2 separate regions of the Mustela erminea genome follow, and region 1 is linked to region 2. A link is a contact called in public Hi-C data. All regions are on one chromosome and are shown on one strand. Each heading gives the region's core, a stretch centred on a gene start, on an enhancer-like site or on the middle of the called end of the contact. The rest is flanking DNA. Distances are from core to core; before and after follow the strand shown. Region 1 holds the start of PIK3CA (phosphatidylinositol 4,5-bisphosphate 3-kinase catalytic subunit alpha isoform). Region 2 holds the start of ZNF639 (zinc finger protein 639).

Region 1 (3,336 bases), core at 202-2,701, 160 kb after region 2:
TACGAGCTGTTTTCCTCAAAGCCCCCCTCTTGTTGCGCTTTCTCACCCGTCGTAGAACTCTGTAAACAGTCCCTCATCTCAGAAATAGCTTTCGATTCCTGATTCCTAAGTCTGGGGACTAGCCACCATCACCACTATTCCTTTAGCATCCTAAAATAAACCCCTCAAGCCGCGGTCAAAACACAGGCTGAACGTCTGGTGTTTACATAGTCCAATGCTGGGCGTACCCTACCTTTCTGAACCACTTAGGAGCTATGAAACGGGCATCACATAATAGACTTAGTAAAGACCGAAATCACGAGACAATGTCTAGGGTCTATGAATGAAAGATCCAATACGTTTGACTGTCTCGGTTAAAAGGAAAACAAAACAAAACAAAACAAAAACAACAACAACCTAGAGAGAAAGGGTTGGAGGGGAACCGCGGGGTGGGGGGAGCGGTTTTCCTTCCCTGCCCCAGCCGGGCGATTTAAACTCAGCGTGAGACAAACGCAGGGTCGTCCGGCTGGCAGGGCCGGAGTCCTGGGTCATGACAGCCCTTATGGGACTGCCCGCGGCTCCATCAGGATCCCTCACGCCGCGGTGGTCGCGGCAGCCCGGCCCCCCGCGGGCCCGGTGGGCGTGCAAGGGTGCGGGGCACCGAGCTACTGCCACCGGGGCGGCGGCCCTGGGTGCACTTCCTCAGATTCCAGCCACCCCATCTCCAAAAATGAGAGAGGAAGGAAACCAGGAGCGAGGAGGCGGCCAGGGGGAAAGGAGAGTACACGGCTAGCCCTCGCCTCTGCATCTGGGTGAGGCCAGCGGCAGGCGGGGAAGAGGGAGCGGCGATCCTAGCCGAAGTCTGCAGCGGGCCGACCCTGAGAGACGACCCGTGGGGAGCCCCCGCCCAATACCAGGGCGCGCCGGAGAGGCCCCCACACCCACCCCATTCCCAGCCCGGCCGCGCCCGCTCCCGGCCAGTCCGCGCTCTACTCACGCTCGGGTCTCCTCCAGGCTCCGCGGCTCTAACCGCATCGGGTCCCAGCCCCGCGGGCGGCGGCGGCGGCGGCGGCGGCGGCGGCGCCGAGGGAGAGGAGAGCGGGCGGCACGGCCCCCGCCTCCCGGCCCCTCTCCCCCGCCGCTCCGGAGCTGCCCGGCCGGGCCCGAGCCCTGCCTCGCCGGCGGCCCCAGCCCCAGCGGCCGCGGCAGCAGCAGCCCAAGACCTCAGCGGCCGCAGCGGCGGCACCGGAACTGCCGCTTTCTCCTTCTAGCTCCCTCTTCTCTCCAGCCCCCGCCACAGGCCCCCGCCCCCGTCTCCTTTCTCTGTCACCCTGTTTTTTTTCCTTTTGTTTCCAGAATAAACTTTATTGGTCTCTTTTTCCGCTCACATCGTGTAAACAAACAACGAACTCTTCCCCACCCCCTCGACTCCCCCCCTCCTCGGGCACAGGAGGGTAAGAACTGAGGAGGGGCTGAGCCTACAATACCCCGGAAGTAGAAGTGCAAAGGAGGGGAAGTGAAATTGCTGAGCCCGGGAGGGGGAAGTGGGCAAATCGGGTAACAGTGTGGCAGTGCGCTTGCGCCTTGTTTTTCCGCCCGAAGTTCGTGTGGTGGAGGGGTGCCTTTCTGGAGCGGGTGTGTTTATGCTCCGTCTTTTGCAGCAGTGAGGATGTTGTGTCATCCTAGGACGGCATATGTGTTGTGTATCTGTTTCCACGGGCACTAGGCAGTCTAGGGTAGACATACAGGAGTATTGGGATCGAGTAAGATCTTGCACTTATACGCCCACAGAGGAAATGAGATTTCCTCTTGTTTGGGGGCCAGAGAAGGGGCCTTGGTGGTTCACCGCCGTTGTCAGTGGCGAACCCGAAATGGTTATGGATACTAGAAAGAAGGCACTTTAGGAAGCGCTGGTGCGCGTCATTCTGCCAATGTAAAGTTAAGTTATAGCCCAAATCGGAAGAGTAATACACTGCCACCCCCCTCTGCAATCCTGACTCACTCCGGGGAGACCTTTTGCAATGTGTTTAAATTCAGATTTGAGTCAGCTTGTAGGATTCAGTTCTGACTTGAGAAGACCTTTTTTCGCGTAGTGCCCACGGAGACTTCAGAAAAGCTCTCAGCTATAGATTAGATTCAAGCTTTCTGCTGTTTGCTACAGAATCCCACTCCCTCCACCCCTTTCCTTAAGAATAATGGGATCTGTTGCCTTTTGAGATCGCGGTTCTTATAAAGGTCCAGTGTTCTTCGCGTTTCTCCCCCTGGTGGTCTTTCATTGTATTGAAAAGGCTCGGGACGTGATTGAAGTCTGCAATACAAGCCCTCAAACATCCGTTCTTTTGAATTTTTACGTCTTGGAAGTGACCCACCCTAGAGAGGTTATAGTCCCATTTGTCATCCAAGGGCAAAAACCTGACCAATAACCAATTTTTGCTCTAACATCACACGTCCGTACGCAATCGTAAATGAGATTCATTCCTTTATGTTTTCATACTATCATTTGACTATTTCTTGTTTTCTTTCTCTTAAGGTCTGGTTTTTCATCTTACATTCCAGAGGCGTATGTTTCTAAATTTTTCTCTTGAACCAGGATTTTTTCCCGTAGTTTCAGGACATGATGTTATTTACTCCAGAGCAGGGAATTTAAGGGAGGGGGCAGGGGGACGGGGAGAGGAAGCAAACAACGTTGAGCCAGGAGTCAAAGTAAACCTTAAGGCAGCATTTCCAAAACTATGTTTCCAGGCACAGAGTTTTTTGAAATATTAATAGGTAGTCTTTGCTAGTCTTTGCTATATTTTTCCTTCTAAAATTTATGTTTAAATAAGAAAATGTAAATTGCAATGTGTAATTTTTGTTATGTGATGATCGGCACTTAAGAAATCATGTATCATAGCAGAAAATGGCATACCTGGTACTTGAATGCGTGATTATTCACTTTGCAGGAGTAGCATTTATAGCCCAATTCTCAGTTGATGCATTTGATTTATTTGATGACCACTGATCTATCATGTGTTTTATCTTGCTTTTAAATGTTTGCACTGTTTTTCAGTGTATACAGACATCTATATGACAAAACTCATTGCTCAAGTGTCCTGTGGCTGTAGGAAGAGTGTTTTAAAGGAAAAGTTGAAATAGCAGTTCTCAGACTGTCAATCAAGCGAAAAATGGAATTCTTTAGAATTTAAGAATTGTATTCTAAGTTTTTCAAAGTTAGGGGGTGAAATGTCCAAGATGAAACAATTATTCTATTCTAACACATTGAAAATATGGCAACAGATACTTGCCTTTTGGATTTATTTCCGTTGAAAATAAAGATAACTAATATTCAAATGATCAATGTGGACCAAAATATTCTCT
Region 2 (3,135 bases), core at 594-3,093:
TCAGCAAATATTCTTATGTGCTTTTTGTATACATAACTGCCCTGATGAAGAAGTTTGGTTTTTTACTCAAAGATGTCTTATCAACCTCCTCACTAGGTCTTCCTCTCACGGGGAAGATTTTGAGTCACCTTCTCATTCACTCTCTCTTCCCCATTTAACAAACAACCCATGTAATACATGTCACAGCAGGTTATAAGTTAATTTAAATTAATTAAATCACTTTGAATCTATTCACCCAGGAAAAACATTGTTAACATTTTGGTATACAGACATCTAGACATTTTCCTAGGCTAAGGTATACATATGTATGTTCTACATTTACAAAAATGATACCATGCCACATGAAACATTGATTTTTTTTTTTAAAAGCAACTTACAAAATACCTATCAGCATCTCTCCACCTGTCATTTTTTTCAAGAATGTCTGTACAAAATGCCATTTAACACGCAATCAGTACCTGTATCAAACAGATCGACATCGAAGGCCTTTCATCTCATATAAATACTCTCTAACTGGTATAAAAATAAGGCAAGTATTCACAATCAAAAGCTCTATTTTTACAAGGTTTTAAAAGCAAGTTTTTTTCATCCTCCTTTCAGAATAAGTACATATTCTCCAGATTTTAAAAGAACTGAAACACAAAAATGTTTCAGTAGAGTTTTTAAACCAGAACCCACGGTACGTCCAACTTGAGTTACCAGTCTTTGCCCAAATTTTTACCTCTTCGCAAAGAGGTAGTTGAAATTATTTCAAATTACTCGCGTCGTAGGTTGTACTGAAAAAGAAAAGCTAAAGGGGTGTAGGGGCACCCGAAGGGGGGGGCAGGCCACTGGCCCGAGATGAGAGCGCCAGGCTGCATTCGGCCGCGGAGGCTTGCGGGCGAACAAGGGATTCGCAGCGAGTCCCCAAGCCGCTCCGCACCGCGGGGGGCCAGCCTGGCACCGACCGGCTTCGGGAGCCCAGGCGCCACCGGACACGCCGGTCAGAGGGGCCGCGCAGGAGACCCCCGGACCTAGCCGCCTCCACGCCCGCGCCACGCGCCGGGCCCAGCAGGGCCAGGCGACCAGCGGGGACTCCTAAACCCCGACCCCAAAAGCGCCATAAAGAAAACAGCAGCAGGGGGCCGAGCGTCCTCCGCGGGGGGTGGAACTGCCTCCAGGATGGGGGAGGGGCCGCCATCCCGTCTGAAAACGGAGGCAGGGTTTCATTTGAAAAGACGTCGTGGGGTCTTCCCTGCCCTCTCCTGTGGGAGGCTGCGTCCGCACGCCGCCGGCCCGCTCCTCCTCACACTCACACTCACCAGGACTCCGGGGCCCGCCCAGGCGCAGCTCCGAGGCGGCGGCGGTAGCCGAAGCGCCCGAGTGCGGGCGGAGCGGCCGCGCGGCCCTGCCGGCGGGCGGCGCCGCGGTGGCCCTCGCGCTCTCGGGCGCTCCCCCGGGCCGGCCCTTCTCCCTCCCGCGCGCCTCACGCCCTGCCCGCCAGGCGCCAAGCCCCAGGCCCCAGCTCGGCGGCCGCACTCACCACCTCGCTCCGCGCCTGCGCCGCGCACCTCAGAGGCCCGCCGACTGGGCGGGGGAGGTGACGAGGTGAGAGTGGGGGGGCAGGGGATCGGGCGGCGCGGCGACGCCGCACACCAGAGCTGGGAGGGACCACCGGCCTTTAGCCCCCGGGGGTGGCCCGGCAGCCCGCGCCCCCTGCCGGCACTTCTGTGCCGCCGCAGGGTTCTTCCGGGCTGGGTACCGCCCCTCCGGAGCCTAGCGGGTGATTCCACTCCCTAGAACTGCTCCCCGCGAGGCCGCCGAGGGAACTTCCCTACCACGGGCTCCCGAGCCTTTCCTCCCGCCTCCAGAGAAGTGGGAGAAGCGCGGCGAGCTAGCGGCCCCTTTCCCACCTGGTTCCTCCAGGGGGCGTGCGAGAGCGGTCTTCCACGAGTTAGGCAAGGCAGATGGCATTTCAGCCCCCAGAGCGGCGGCTGCTTGCTGGGGACGCAGAGGGCGACGGCCTTGCCAAGGTTGTACCGCGTCCCCACGAAAGAACTACGCGGGGGTAGGAGGCTGAGAATTTTGAAGATCGCGGTCGTTATTAGGCCTCAGGCCGATTCCTTGATTCAAGAAATCCCCGTGGAATGAATGTAAAATTTTAGAGGATTGGATTAGATTGTTTAATTCCTTTTCCGATTTAGAGCTCCTAGGAGCAGACGTGGAAAGGATTAAATTGAACAAGCATAAATAAACCTGTGAACACGGTTTCAAAGATGAACATCTCTGTACAAGGGGGGCCCGTCATATGTTTAATTTTTGATAGTAAGTTGAAGTTGTCGGTCCCAATTTACAAATTAGAAAAGCGAGGGTCTAAAGGCTAGGTCTGATTCATTTTTGTAACCTCAGCACCCGGGCTTCAAATATTTGTTAAGTAGATGAATGGGGCCCGTATTATATGCGCTTAAGGTCACTCGGAGAGTTAGGGCTGCGGTCCATGTCTTTTCATCCACATCCACTGTGCTTTTTCTGATTACCACATGTTACCCAACCACCCAAACGCTGGAGAATAATCATTCCAGACCTTACTCCCATTCCTTCACCTTTATTCCAGAAGATGAAGCCGTATTTTAAAGAGACACCCGGTTTCCGATGCTCACTTTTTAGGACCTCGACTACTGTATGTGTTTGTGTACTCAGCCCAAATAAGTGAATGTTTACGAATGCTGGCTGGCATGGCCTGAATAAAGTACGAAGAGACTTAGTGGTATCTATTAATCCTCATATAGTTCGTACCGCTGCCGGGTAGGGAATGGACACGTGTTTGCTGGACTTACATAAACAGTATTCACAGTTCCGTCCTCTCGGCTGGTTGGGCTGTTCCCCGACGTGACACATTGGAAGCCACAAGGGGGTGGTATGGGACCATTTTAAGTTATTGTTTCGCTCGTGCGTTGCCTTGTGCCAAACAAAATCTTTACATTCTAGGCTGAAGTTTTATTTCAAAACATTCTGTAGTGAGAGCAAACAACACTACCAGCCCCCCAGCACATTACTTAAACAAACAAACAAGCAAACAAACCCACACTATTTTCCCTTACCCAGAGAAGTAAATAGGAAGAGCATTACAATGTTGACTTGTCCTTTAGCATAATC

What was found. Hi-C and Micro-C count contacts between places; a contact is called where the count stands out from the background.
Region 1: a Hi-C map of fibroblasts shows a contact between it and region 2, with 5 times the contacts expected there. The contact joins the promoter of PIK3CA here to the promoter of ZNF639 in region 2. A contact is called at or near these places in 3 of 3 Hi-C or Micro-C datasets (fibroblasts, skeletal muscle and spleen).

What each region holds. Positions count from the first base shown.
Region 1 is chr1:118,504,909-118,508,244 of mMusErm1.Pri, forward strand. It overlaps PIK3CA (phosphatidylinositol 4,5-bisphosphate 3-kinase catalytic subunit alpha isoform), which reads right to left and starts at 1,452. Exons shown (of 21, transcript XM_032340358.1): 1 at 977-1,452.
Region 2 is chr1:118,340,065-118,343,199 of mMusErm1.Pri, forward strand. ZNF639 (zinc finger protein 639) reads right to left here and starts at 1,844. Exons shown (of 7, transcript XM_032340339.1): 1 at 1,523-1,844.